Linked DNA regions of Mus musculus: regions 2 and 3 are each linked to region 1. The links are chromatin contacts, called in public Hi-C and promoter capture Hi-C maps. All regions are on one chromosome and are shown on one strand. Each heading gives the region's core, a stretch centred on a gene start, on an enhancer-like site or on the middle of the called end of the contact. The rest is flanking DNA. Distances are from core to core; before and after follow the strand shown.

Region 1 (4,622 bases), core at 698-3,197:
AACTTATCCAAAGTAGGCATTCAAAATTCACTGAGCATACATGGCCTTACTGAATTTTGCTCCCTTGTGTTAACATTGCTGATCTGCCAGGCAAGATGTGCCTACTGGTGTAATAGTGGCATGTTGATGGCCACTTTCTGATTGAAACCTTTATCACAGGAGAGAATTTTATGCCTGATACTGTAACTCCATGTCTGGGTCACTCCTTGGGTAGAACCTGCTATTTTAATTTAGCTAAATGATTGCCTTCCAAATATTAGTGTCTATAGCTATAGATCTGGGCTGTTCTCAACTTTGGTCTGAGGAGCTTCTTTTTGCCATGAAACACAGAAACTCACAACTGGCCAAAGTTCTGAGAAGAGACTGAGTGCTCAGCCCGAAGTCTAAATGACAGAATTCTCAACCCTACCCCCACCCCCAATTAGGCCTAAGGGCCATCTTAGAAGAGGAGATTGAAAGAATGCAGGAGCTGGAGGATGCACAGGAGTGCTGTAAAAGACTGTCCTTTGTCCACAAGGTCACTGACTCCTGAACAAGACCAAGCCACCAACATTCCTACAGAGATGGGAGAGGTGATATCCAGACTCTATTTCTTACTGAGATTCCATTGGTAGTTGATAGCTTCCCACCTGGGGAGAGAGAATTGCTCTTCTTTGAGGGTGTGACCTCTGGTAGGTTTTTCCTGGTCTGTCGAATGGTCCCACACTCTTGCAAATATGGGCAGCACTAACTGGATTTATTGGGTTACTAACACAAGAAATTTGAAATTATGAGGGGAGGTGTTGGGGGAAATATGGATTTCTTGGGGAGAATTGGAGGGAGCAAATGGAAGCGTATAAGATTATAGTTTATTGTATACTTGTATAAACTTCTCAAAGAAAAAAAAAGTCTACGGGTGTGGCACAGGTCTACAATCCCAGCGCTTGGGAGGCAGAAGCAGCTGAGTATCTGTGATCCCAAGGCCAGTTTAGTTTACATGGTGAGTTTCAGGCATCCAAGGCTAAATAGTGAGTCCCTGTTGCAAGAAAAAAAAATACTATTTACTACAGTGGATTTTGAATTTGAATACTTGGCTTCTAGGTAGATTACTTGTGTTGATGATGTGGATTCCAATCTTAGTTCTTGCAATAAATTAATAGCTGCACTCCATTTGTATAACCTGTTCATTCCTCACAAGGATAGGATAGTTCTTCTAATTATTCGGAATGGCTTTGGAGACAGAGAGACCTCAGTTGGAATCTGAGCTTTATTTTGTGTTTTGTTTGTCTGTTTTTGAGACAGCATCCTGCCTTCAAACTTACAATATAGCCTAGGATGACCTCGCATCGATTCTCCTGCCTTCAACCTCAAAGAATCGGGATTAGAAGTATATGTCACCTTGAGTTTTCGCTTGACAATGATTAAATTGGCAATAATACCTATAAGTAACTGCAGTATAGATTTCCCTGTGTTGGATTAAATTGGCCCCTGCAAGCACTACTGTATTTGATCACTATTCTTATTGCTACTACAGTGTGAGATTGGAAAAGCTATGTAACCTTTCTGAGCCTCTGTATTTTTATGAGGGAAAACGGATAATGACACACTCTTCATGAGTTCTTGTGAGCATTAAATGAAACGAATAAAGTATATTAGCCAGAACAATGCCTGGCATAAGGGAGGCTTAAATTTGTGGTCTGATGTCCGCTGTGGGCAAGATACTCAGGATAAACAGTTTGTTCTAAAGACAAAAGCAAAACCAAGGTAGGCAATCTGCAAACAATGAAACCGAAGGGAGCATTGCTTTTTTTTTCCCCCAAATGCAACTGACACGCCCCGCATTTGGGTTGGATCCGCCCAGTCCTCATTAAATATGGCTGCAAGCCCGACTACCCTATTGCGGTTGCGCATGCCGAAGCTCCTCCCAGCTGCTGCTTCTCGGTGGCGCTTTCCCCCCTGGCCGGCCCGAGGTGCCTGGAGCGGGCCCTCCGTGGCGCGCATGCGCAGACGCCGTCTTGGCAGAGCTAATACTCCAAGGCGCCTGTCACATGAGCCTCGCTCCCGCTCCGCTCCCCCTCCTCCCGGCTGGGCTGTGTGAATGAAGCTCTGCCGGCTACGTGGGGCGCTAGCTCTACTCGCCGTGTGGAACGCCAGAGCCGACTGAGCGCGCTGCCCACCGCCGGTGGACACGGGCTCCGCCGCGCCGGACCTCGGTGACAGGTAAAGGCAAATGGGCTTCCCTTCCCCAACAGGTCCTTCCCGGCTCACCGGCCGCCGGCCCACCCGAGGAGCCCCCCGGTACGGCGAGCAGGGAAGAACGCTCGCCTGCCACCGCGGTCCCCGGAGCTGGCGTTCCCTCTGCCCGGCCGCCACTGAAGGAGGTGGTGGACAGCCTGGTTCCTGCCAGAGCGGGGCGGCATCTCCTCGGCAGCCCAGCCCTGTTCTGGGGAGCAGGGTCCCCAGGCTGCCGATCGAAGTTTCCTTGCCAAGCGGCGCCAAGCCCACCCAGCTTTGAAAGCGGGGAGCTTGGCTGCCCGCGTCGCTTCTCCAGAGGACAGGGCTGGGGCGGCGTTCGCTGGGAAAGCGCAGCCGAGGCCAGGTTCGGCTTGCTCCTGCTTTGGACCCGCCACAGGTTTCTAGGGCTTCTTAGCGAAGTGCAGTCCAGACGGTCTGGGCGAAGAAGTTGGTGTGCGTTTTCGCCCTTTGCCGCCCAATGCGCTTAAGCTGCTGCTTCCAGAGGTTGGAGCCCCGCGCTCCAGCTCCTTTCCAAGTAATGGAAAGAAAGCTTTAGCTTTAGCTTAACTTTGACGTGCTTTTTACCTTTATGAACGTTTCAGAACAAATCAGTTGACTGAAGTTGGACGGGTGGCCCTGTGATAACGTCAGTGGAAGCTGCGCCGAGTAAATGAGGGGAAAGCCAGAAGGTGAAGCATTAAAAACCAGTGAGACTCCCCTTTACACATACTTCATAAATGTATTAGTAATTTCCCGGGTTGAATTTCAGAGCTGTTAAATTTCCCCTTGTTCCACGACGTGCTGATCAGTAAGTACTTCTTAACAGTAAAATAGGAGGGGGATGGGGAGTCGACTTAAACTGAGCCATGTTCCAGGTAAACTCATTGGAGCACTTTTCCCTGGTGAATTCATCCTTAGAGTTTAAGCTCTCTTTTTCTTGGATTTCAGGAGCCTCTCCTCATCCAAAGCCCAGTCTTTGTTGGAGTTTTGAGGACTGGCGCACACACGAACCCTTTTTGTTCTTTAAAGAAAAAGAGGTCATTAAAGAGGGCCAACACTATTCTCCAACTAGTATTAGCCTTAAGCGTTTGGGCTTTAGCTTTCCCACTTCAGAGTTGCACACGTTGGTTATGTAAAAATCAATGGAAGTAGGAATTCACCTCAGGACAAAAAGGTGAGGGCCTTTCTGGAAAAAAATACAAATTAGCTTTTATGCCCAATGAGGGAAATAAATTATTAAAAAACTTGTTTAAATGTACTGGGTGCTTAATATATGAAACTTCCAAACCAAACTAAGACACCCCCTCCCAAACTGGTAATCACACCCGTTAATTTTTCCTTTGCTTTCTAACTCCTGTCATATAACTGGAAACTATTGTTTTGAGACTGAATTTAAAAATTCCAAATTGATCAATACCGTTGTGTGTGTGTGTGTGTGTATGTGTGTGTGTGTGTGTGTGTGTGTGTGCGCGCACGCATGCTCATGGGTGGGAGCTTAGCTTTATATAGTCACTTCTTTCTTCCCATCTTTACTGGAATTCTTGGGATTGAAGTCAGCCTTGAGCGCCAAGCTCTTTTTAACTGAGGAGCCTTCTCAACAGCTTTGGGTTTGAAAATGCATCTCTGGGAGTTAGCTAACTTACTTTGATTGTATTAATATTAATATTCTAGTTTTATGTTTTTCTTTGTCCTTGACTCATTCCCTCATTATACAAACAATAGAATATGTTCACGATAGGAATTTTGCAAAACGAGGAAAGTATAAAATAAAGTGGAACGGAAGAGCCAGTCCCCCCCTCCCCAAACTGGTATCATCGCTTCTTACTTTTTATTACGCTCCCTTTTTTGTCTGTAAGGTTTATTTTAATACTTTATTCACAGAGTCTTCTGTGTTTTCTACTGAGGTGTTCATGTAACACTGCACCTTTATGGACAGAGGAAGAATTCATGCACCGGAGTGTGGAACTTTAAGATAGGCTATCACAATTCACCTCAACCAACCCTTTACTCAACCCAGGATGAGTGTCCAGCCCCATTTACAGCTCCAACCCCAGTGATTCACACAGGATCCTACAGTAGTGAATGACAGTGTTAACTGATGGTAGAGCTCCACTCTCTCACCAGCAATACCTCACTGCTGCGAAGGGGGGAAACTTGACGCTGCTTATGTATGCTGTCTTTGAAAGAGAGGTTGCGGGGGCAGGGGCTCAGTTTCAAGAATTTGAAATTGTTCTCTTGCAATTTTTATTCTTCTGTTTTATTTTCAGGTTTGGGGCCTTAGAATCTTGCAGAAAGCAGAATCACACACTTGCATCTCCATCTATACCCTCCTTTAAGTCCCCCTCCAAAACTTGGGGGGGGGAGCACTGGAAAGCTCTGAGCCTGTGACCCCAGTGTGGGAGAAGATA
Region 2 (4,622 bases), core at 892-3,391, 1.2 Mb after region 1:
ATTGATTTTATAGGTCATGACTATATTAAACTAATTTATTCTAATATTTGATATGTGCAGGCTTTACATTTTTTACAAATACTTTTTCTTTTAAAGTTGGATAATCTTGTTCCAAAAAAACCTGATAAATGTATGTTGTAGGCAGTATTCTACTGCTGTGAAGAGACACCATGACCACAAGAATTCTTTTAAAGGAAAGCATTTATTTGGGGCTTGTATATAATTTCAGAGATTTAGTCCATTGTTAGATTGGTGGCAAGCATGCAGGCAGATGTACTGATGCAGAAGTAGCTAAGAGTTCTACATCTGGATCCCCAGGCAGCAAGAAGAAAGAGACACTAGGCCTCACTAAAAGCCCACCCACCGTCAGAGACACACTTCTAAAAAGGACCAGGCAACAAGCCCACAGGCAGCACCTGCACCTGCACGTGCGTGTGTGTGAGTGTGAGTGTATGTGTGTGTGTGTGTGCATTGTCTGCTATTTTAAAATCTGTATTAAATGATTCCAGGACCCAACCAGTCCTATTTTGATTTACTATTTTAATATTTCACTTGACACTATATTTCCCTCATTTTTCAGATGCAGTATTTTTCTTTCATGTATTAGGTGCTTTCTGCTCCATTCTGGTTTTGTCCATTATATTCAATTGTCCAGATCAGAAGGTCTGAGTATGCCTTTCCTTCCCCATTTCATTCTAGTGTGTACCCAGTTTCAATTTCATCGCATTCTGCGCTCTGTTTCAAATCCATTTGCCATTCCACCTTATTAGACACACTAAACAGCATTCTATTCTATTTTTGTGTCCAAGTCCAGTTGCTAATCCATTCTTTTAAGTGTCCCATTTGTTTCTGCTAAAATTATAAATGTGCATAGGCTTATACCAGGAATTTCTTCCTCAGGATTTATTCACAATAAAGACATATTTGAGTTTATAAGCAATCTTTAGTGAGTATGGTGATGTATATCTCACACTGATATGAAAAAATAGAGAGAGCATACATATTGGTCAGTATAAAAATTTTGAAAACATGTTTCCTCCCTAAATACTTCATTGTTGAACAGGGTCTCATGCAGCCCAGGGTGATCTTCAAATTGAAATCCTCCTCTCACCCTTCCCTAGAACAACAATCACCGGTGTGAGATATCGCACCCAGATCTTTGTCATCATGTATTCATTGACATGGAAAATGTATTTTCTGGATACCCCCAAACAATTTACAAACAATACTTATGCATGAATAATTCTATTTTCATAAAACTAAGAAATATGTATAAATGTCCAGTCTACAAAGATATAATTGATCTTTCCCAGTATTAGATTGTAGGCATGAGAAAATTTAGGTGCTGGTTTTGGTACATTTATTTTTCTGTTTCGGGTTACGAAAAACAATAGTCCTGGTGTAGTAATTTAAAATGTGTATAAATATTAAACTTTAAAATCCGTGTGGAGAAAAAAAAAAACTAGAAGAGGAGCTCAAGTCAGTTAATTCATCAACTGAATCTTAGGCGGTCTGACCTGTACCTTGGTGCAAGACAAAGAAAAGCATCTTACACGAAAATTGTAAAACTCGGCCCGGTGTTTGGGACCTGACATTCCTTGCCGAACATTTTAAATCCAAGACAATGTACTTCAGCATCGCCTTTGAAATCCTTTACCTCTCAGCAAACTTAAACTCTACCAGACTCCTTAGCGGGGTCACCTGGTTACTTAAAGGGGAGCAGTAAGGTCATACATGGCTTAGGAGATGGAACATGGTTGGCATGTGGTAAGTCTCTAAAGTGATTCCCGGACCAATCACAAAACGTCAAAACTCAGGATGTTGCCGGTAATTCCTGTAGATGTTCCGAATTAGGTCAGGGTGGAAGGATTGTGAAATTCAGACTATTGACCTTGGGAAGTGATGGGGGTGGATGCAGGTGCAGTGGGAGCGGCAGAACACACCAGAAACCACTAGAAGTTTCCCTGGCCTCCTCCGGCTCAGCAGGATGCATTGCCAGGTGGAGGGAGGTTCAGCTGGAAAACTAGGAAGTTGGCGAGGGTAGCAACAGATTACTCAGAGCTGACCAATCAGAGGCCAGAATTTGGCCAATCCCAGCCAGGCTCCCATTTTATCTGGCCAGCCCTCTGCGCTCCTCCACTGTATGTGGTCACTACCCAGCATCCTCGCTGGCTCTCAGGAAGCCATTTGAGCGTGCAAAGCCGAGCGAAGCATTTCTCCAGACGCTGTTGGACCGACATGGCCAGCTCTTCGTCTCCAGAGAGGGGGCTGGAGGCGCTCAGAGACACTGACGAGTCCGAAGGTGAAGCTCCGGGGCCTTCGGGGCCCAGAGGCCGAGGTGGTCCCTCGGGGGCAGGCAGCGCGCTGCGTCTCCGGAGCCTCGAAGCCGAAATGGCGGCGGCCTGCGTCACCTCCACGGCCGGTGAGGACCTGGGGACATTTTCTGAGCCTGGGAGTCAACATGGCGACCCTGAGGGTGGCGGTGGCCCAGACCTAGAACTTGGACATGCAAGGCCCATGATGAGAAGCCAGAGAGAGCTCGGCCTGACCCCGAAAGGCGGCGGGAAAGCCGACCAAGGCGGGAAAGGCAGGAAAGGCGGCAGCGGCTCCCCGCCTCACACCAAGAGCAGTAGAAAGAGGGAGCAGCCCAACCCCAACCGGAGCCTAATGGCCCAAGGTGCAGCCGGGCCTCCGCTTCCCGGAGCTCGAGGGTCTCCTGCTATGCCCCAGCCAGAGTCTTCTCTGAGCCCTAGGCCTGACCAAAGCCACCATTTTGATTTTCCAGTGGGGAACCTAGAAGCCCCGGGGCCTACCCTCAGGAGCTCCACCTCACAGGGCTCGGGGTCTACTCCAGTCCCCGAGGCCCTCCGCTGTGCCGAGTCCAGCCGTGCCGAGAGTGACCAGTCCAGCCCTGCTGGCCGAGAACTGCGTCAACAGGCCAGTCCACGGGCTCCCGATGATGATGATGACGGTGATGGTGGTCCTGATCCCAGAGGCAGCGGGACCCCCGAAGGCTGGGTCCTCCGTTCCGGAGTTGTACCTTTCGGTCGTAGGAGCAGTGCATCGGAGGTCAGCCCCGAAGAGGTTCGCCCCGAAGCCCAGTGCACAGGCTGGAATTTACGTCCTCGTCCTCGGAGCAGTGCATCAGCGGTCAGCCCTGAAGCTCGCCCCAAAGCCCAGAGCGCAGGCAGGAATTTACGTCCTCGTCCTCGGAGCAGTGCATCAGTGGTCAGCCCTGAAGCTCGCCCCAAAGCCCAGAGCGCAGGCAGGAATTTACGTCCTCGTCCTCGGAGCAGTGCATCAGTGGTCAGCCCCGAAGCTCGCCCGGAAGCCCAGAGCGCAGGCAGGAATTTACGTCCTCGGGCCACTCCACGAGTTCCTGTTGCTCCCAGCAGTACCACGAGGTCCAGTTCTGATAGAGGCAGCAGCCGTGCCCCACGGAGCCGGAGCCGAAGCCGCAGCTGCAGTACACCCAGGCTCGGCTCTGACCATCAACGGAGCCGTAAAATAAAGATGAGGCTGGATCTGCAAGTGGACCGTGAGCCGGAATCGGAGGCAGAGCAAGAAGAGCAAGAGCTGGAGTCAGAACCTGGCCCTAGCAGCCGGCCGCAAGCGAGCCGTTCCTCCTCTAGGTTTGCAGTCCCAGGGAGATCCTCTCTAGCAGCCGAAGACTCTCCTCCAAGGCGCCCAGTTCGTATGCGAGCCTCTTCCCCTTCTCCTCCTGGTAGGCTCTATCCTTTGCCCAAGCACTATTTTGAAGGTGTCCATTCTCCCTCCTCATCTTCCAGTGAGTCCTCCAGTGTTTCAAGTTCCCATTCTCCCCTCAATAAGGCACCAGATCCAGGCTCCTCACCTCCATTAAGCTCTCTCTCTGGTCCTAATCCCTTTTGGCTTGCCTTGATAGCTGACCTGGATAACCTTGATTCTTCCTCTCCCAGAGTGCCAGGGGAAGAAATAGAGGCAGCCCCTCACACTCGTGAAGAGGAAGATAAGAAGTGTAGGGGATGACCCTTACTGCCATACTCTGCCCTTGCTGTAATTCATTGTGAGGGTTCTCCCAGGTGCAGAAAAGGAATTGGCACGTATCCCCTGTTGGTTGTGTGATTATCTCTGAGGTTTCTAGGGTTCTACCTACTCACCAGTAGTCTGGGAAGTTTGAAGTTACCTGTTCCCCTCACCCCAACTATCTAGCATTTATAAGGACTTTGGTTCCATTCAGTACCCCCTTTTATCTTTAAAACAGCCTGTATTGTTTGCTGTTGGGTTTGGGTGGGGTTTTTATTCCAAGTTGCTCTTCAGTAATTAAGTATTTTAATAAAGTAAGTTTTATTTTAAAAATTTAGTCTCTTTGTTGTGGTACAATTACTTTTAGGATTTTGTTTGGAGAATTAAGAAGCATCAGTATTATGCTAGCTGACTTTTTGCAAGGAATGAGGGAAAAATATCCCCCTGTCTGAGATGGAGCTCTGCCCAACAAGTTACTACTTAAGATCACCTGTATAGCTTCTTAGCCATAGCTGATTTGTAAACTTAGATAAAAACCTATGAAGAATCAGAAAAGGGGGAGGGTGGCATGATCTCAAATGGGAAGGGAAAAAATGGAAAGTGGGGAGGCCGGGAAG
Region 3 (4,622 bases), core at 644-3,143, 1.1 Mb after region 1:
TGAGTATTCTAAGTTTCTGGGCTAATATCCACTTATCAGTGAGTGCATTTCAAGTGAATTCTTTTGTGAATGTGTTACCTCACTCAGGATGATGCCCTCCAGGTCCATCCATTTGCCTAGGAATTTCATAAATTCATTCTTTTTAATAGCTGAGTAGTACTCCATTGTGTAAATGTACCACATTTTCTGTATCCATTCCTCTGTTGAGGGGCATCTGGGTTCTTTCCAGCGTATGGCTATTATAAATAAGGCTGCTATGAACATAGTGGAGCATGTGTCCTTCTTACCGGTTGGGACATCTTCTGGATATATGCCCAGGAGAGGTATTGCTGGATCTTCCGGTAGTACTATGTCCAATTTTCTGAGGAACCTCCAGACTGATTTCCAGAGTGGTTGTACAAGCTTGCAATCCCACCAACAATGGAGGAGTGTTCCTCTTTGTCCACATCCTCGCCAGTATCTGCTGTCACCTGAATTTTTGATCTTAGCCATTCTGACTGGTGTGAGGTGGAATCTCAGGGTTGTTTTGATGGCAAAACCTTTCTAAAAGGTGGATCTGCGAATATTGACCATGTTAGCAGAGACTTTCATCTCAGTTTCCTCCTCTAGGATGACTGCAGCCTGAGGTCCTAACAGAGATCTCCTATGGAGATTGGCTAAAGGCACCTCCCTTTTCAATGGCGTAAGATAAACCCGCCTCCTGAATTCACATTCATAGTCAATGGGCAGAGTTTGCGTGTTACTGCTGCAGATGGTGCTCTACATTCAGCCCCATGTCCCCATACACACACAATCAAAAAACAAAGCATAGAAAACATCTCATTATGGAAGCTGTAGTATGTCAAAGTGTGTCCCAGAGTATATCCCTCTGTCCACACATCTTCACTTGCAAATGTTCATTGCAATGAGTCTTCTGTGACATCCTCATCAGGACTCCCCCTGGTTATCTTGTTGTTGCCCTGTGTCATGGAGATCCTGCAGCTTTGGATGAACAGGACTGGCCCTTCATATGTCCCAGCAGTTCTTAGATTATATAGATTTGGGGGTGGGCCAACTCAGAGCCCTCAGTTTGGGTCTGGGTGATAACTGGGTGGTCAGGGTGTCAGATCCCAGAGAATCCTAAGTTACCTCTGACAAATCTTATTTATTTATTTATTAGCATTTAGACAGGATCTCACTATAGAATCATGCTGGTCTGGAACTCACTATGTAGACCAGGCTGATTGCCTTAAATTCACAAAGATCCACTTGTCTGTGACTCAAGTGTGTTGATATTAGGGGCGAGTGACATCACAACCATAGACTCTACCTTTTAATGCCATCTCATCAGTGAGTTGAACATCAACTGTGGACTGTGAAAGATCATGAATACTCTGTCTATAATACTCCATTGCATGCACCAAGACTGTCTCATGTACCAGCATTCTGGGTTCTGGGTAAGTATTGCCTTTGTACCCCATAGCATTCCAGTGTCTGAAGGTGCTTGCTGTTCTCAGGAGCCAGGTATGGATTCTTTGTCCACCCTCAATTCTTCTCCTCTGGGACAGGGGAATACTGGTGGGTGAGATGGTGACATATCAGAGACAGACACCTGAGAACAACAGAATATGAAGGAGTACTGGAAAGAGTGCAGTTGTGTGAGTGAGTTGTAACTGAAAAGCAAGGGCTGGGAGGAGGATGTCTCTTCAGATACAGTGGTGCAGATCACTGGCATCCCAGTTCATCCATCCTGGCTTCAGTTACTCCCCTGTCCTTATCGGGGTAGGGTTCCTGCTGATCTCTGACACAGTAGAGGGTGTTCAGGAAATCATACATCCTATTGTTCACTGTAGTAGCCTGATTGTTGGCAACTGCAGAGCTGTCACTATGGCTACCAGGAGATTATTTTCTATTAGGAGAACAGTGACTCATGCGTGAGTAGTGAATACTGTAGCTGTCAGTGGGGACATCATGTTTCATATGGGAACGCTGGCAGTCAAGATTTGCCTCTGGGATCCGGATATTGCTGTCTAGCTAACAAGCTGTCATAGGCTGGTGTACACAGAATAGACAAATATATAGTGAACTGTGAACAGTGTTGTTCACATGAGTGAAGGACCCCAGGAAGATCTCAAGTTCTGGGGCATTAATGCTGTCTTGGTAAATTAGGAATCCAGTGCTAGGACTGGATCACAGATTCTCCTAACAGACTGTAGTGAAACACTTGCTTTCATCCTTTGGACAGTAGTTGAGTAGTCAGTGATGATACTGCAGTAGAGCAAAAATATGTCCTACATTTTGGATAAGGGTTTCCAGTGATATTGCAGGATGAAATGGAGGTTTATGGAAATGAGCACACAGGCTAAGGCCATTGGAAAATGCAGAGAATACACAATGGAAAACATAATACCAATAGCTAAAGCAATGGGGTTAAACTGTGGTAGTATCAGTGAATGAAGATGTGAAGGGGGAAATAGCTGTTATGTGGCAAGACTTTTCCTGGGAGACACCACATGTGTCTTTATACTCCAGATAGGAATCCTGTATCAGACCAAAGTAGGAATAGTACCAAAGTCCAACCTGGCTTAGCTATGAATTTATTGGGGTTACTTACATGAATATGGGTGAGGGGTTCCTTACAGGAGCAAAAATGTCTAAAACATACAGCTGCTTTCACAAATCACAGTCCACCAGACTTCTCACAAAAGTGGGGGGTGGATACCCGAGAACACTTCCAGCCTACAGGCAGCTCAAAGACTTGGAGACTGTCCTTTCCAAGTGACTCGGTTGGTCTAAACATCTTCCTGACAGCTTGGCTGATCTAGCTTCTTCTGGGCAGTTGGTCTGGTTTCAGAGTCTTCTTTGCTGGTAGGTTGTCTGAAAGCCACTCACATCAGTCTTTTTGTTATACTTTTGGGAGGGAGGGAGGGAGGGAGGGAGAGGCCTAGTGAATCTGGCCAGTTTCAGGAACTTCCTCTTATTATTTGGGGTTATTTATCTTCTGGTTTTAACTCCACTGCAGGATGGAATGTTCCAATATTTGAGGAAACTGCTATACAAAAAGATCCGAGACATGTTTGGATTGAGGCATGAACCAAAGATACAGACCACACAGAAGCTAGAAGGACAAGTAGGTAGTGACGTGGGAGATTGGCTAGATGGTTGTCTTCTGAAGTGTTTTAGAGCTAAGGCAAAAGAGGGGAAAGGGAAATTTGGAGCAGGATGTGGAGAGCAAGAGAAGGGCAGGGATACTTGCCACGCAGCTGGCGATAGGTATCTGTCTCTACAGGGATGTTTTTCTTATAAAGGGGTTTGGGGGTTGGAAAACCTGTTCTTTCTTGATTGTGGGGTAGTACTGAAGAGGCAGAAAGCAGCAGGACGGATTCCATCTTGTCTTCTAAACTCTATTTTAAGCTGCTGTCACTGGAGTGATATGACTTCTACCCTTAAGGTCTGAGAAAAATCACGAAATGTCCCTGACAGTAGCAAAATAGACACAGTAGCTGTAGCTAACTGGTAACAGCAGAGTGGGCTAAGAAAGCATAAGTCTTTCCCAGGTCAAGATCCCTCTTTTTAGATGTGAGTTCTTCCCTTGTGATCTGAACAAATGCTAGCAGTTTGAAGGTTAACATTCCTTTACCCATTACCCAATCATGTAATGCCAAGCCTTGAGAGCCCCAGCTTGCAAACTTTTCCTAATATAAACCCTAAACCCCTAGAGCCAAGTGTCACTCTCCTAACCTGTTGTGCAGGGAAGGTTTGTGACCCAAGCTTGAGCTTAAATAAAGAATCTTATGTGCTTGCATCCAAGTTATGGTTCCTGGTGGTTGGTCTCTTTGGGGTTTTTGAAATCTGGGCACAACAGTGCTATTTACACACATTGTTTACAGAAGAGAAAAATGTATGGATTTGAAATTATACTTCAGTGAAAATAAAGTCAGCACCATCTCAAAATACATATTTATTGGCAAAATCAATAAGATATATAAGTTGTCTTTGAGTAGAAAGTAATTCAATTAAATAAGAGCAAAAGAATGGGGTGAATAAGTAATATTCCATGTCACTTGATTGGAAGTCTGCAGATTTAAATTCCATTTATTCCTCCTGAGTTGGTCCCTATATTCAACACTATATACAAGAACTATTTTGTGACAATGCCTGGTCTATATTTTTATAAAAATTAACTGTCAAAGCAAAGGAATATACACTTGACAAAGAGCAAGATCAGGCGCACAACATGTCAAAGACCCAATTTGTGGTGTCTGTGCCCCTGCAGGCCAGGGGAAACTGCCTTTTACAGTTAGTTCCAAAACATAGGGCTTCTCCTTTGTATCACCAGCCTGATTGAGCCTGGATTTTAAAAGACAGCTAAATCTTTTGAAAGATGACTGAAGACTATGCATGTTCATGTTCATATGCGTGTTCATATTTCATTTAGATTTTATAAGTGCAGTCTTTCACTGTAATAAAAAGACCATGTACAACATTTATCCAATTATTTCAAAATTTCAGTGGAATGGCAGAGATTTTAGAAATACAGCTTAGGTGACTCAAGAAAATATAGAACTATGAACTGACTAATAGCAATCAGAATAAATGAACAATAAAAATTATTTCCCCCAAGGAGTCCAAAAGTAAAATGA

The links. Promoter capture Hi-C pulls out the DNA fragments that hold promoters and counts their contacts. Hi-C and Micro-C count contacts between places; a contact is called where the count stands out from the background.
Region 2: a promoter capture Hi-C map of hippocampal neurons shows a contact between it and region 1, with 2.5 times the contacts expected there. The contact joins the promoter of Ezhip here to the promoter of Clcn5 in region 1. A contact is called at or near these places in 2 of 39 promoter capture datasets (embryonic stem cells and hippocampal neurons).
Region 3: a Hi-C map of ventral hippocampal neurons shows a contact between it and region 1, with 2.6 times the contacts expected there. The contact joins the enhancer-like site here to the promoter of Clcn5 in region 1. A contact is called at or near these places in 5 of 39 promoter capture datasets (the 3T3-L1 cell line, cranial neural crest, hippocampal neurons and 1 more), 5 of 484 Hi-C or Micro-C datasets (cerebral cortex, cortical neurons, palatal mesenchyme and 1 more) and 3 of 115 datasets of contacts at active chromatin or transcription factors (astrocytes, embryonic forebrain and embryonic limb bud).

Annotation. Positions count from the first base shown.
Region 1 is chrX:7,316,683-7,321,304 of GRCm38.p6, reverse strand. Clcn5 (chloride channel, voltage-sensitive 5) reads left to right here and starts at 1,947. Exons shown (of 14, transcript NM_001243762.1): 1 at 1,947-2,199; 2 at 4,482-4,622.
Region 2 is chrX:6,080,939-6,085,560 of GRCm38.p6, reverse strand. It overlaps Ezhip (EZH inhibitory protein), which reads left to right and starts at 2,141. Exons shown (of 2, transcript NM_001033211.3): 1 at 2,141-2,422; 2 at 2,786-4,343. The coding sequence starts at 2,239. The coding sequence ends at 4,008. All of the region lies in intron 1 of Gm26618 (a long non-coding RNA gene), which reads left to right.
Region 3 is chrX:6,255,937-6,260,558 of GRCm38.p6, reverse strand. No RefSeq gene overlaps it. Among named protein-coding and RNA genes, the nearest start is that of Gm46685, 23 kb to the right of the region's middle. Within about 2 kb of position 1,893, at least 21 of the 459 cell types and tissues checked have an H3K27ac peak or open chromatin away from gene starts, as enhancers often do. A contact at or near this core is called in ventral hippocampal neurons, where this site is marked.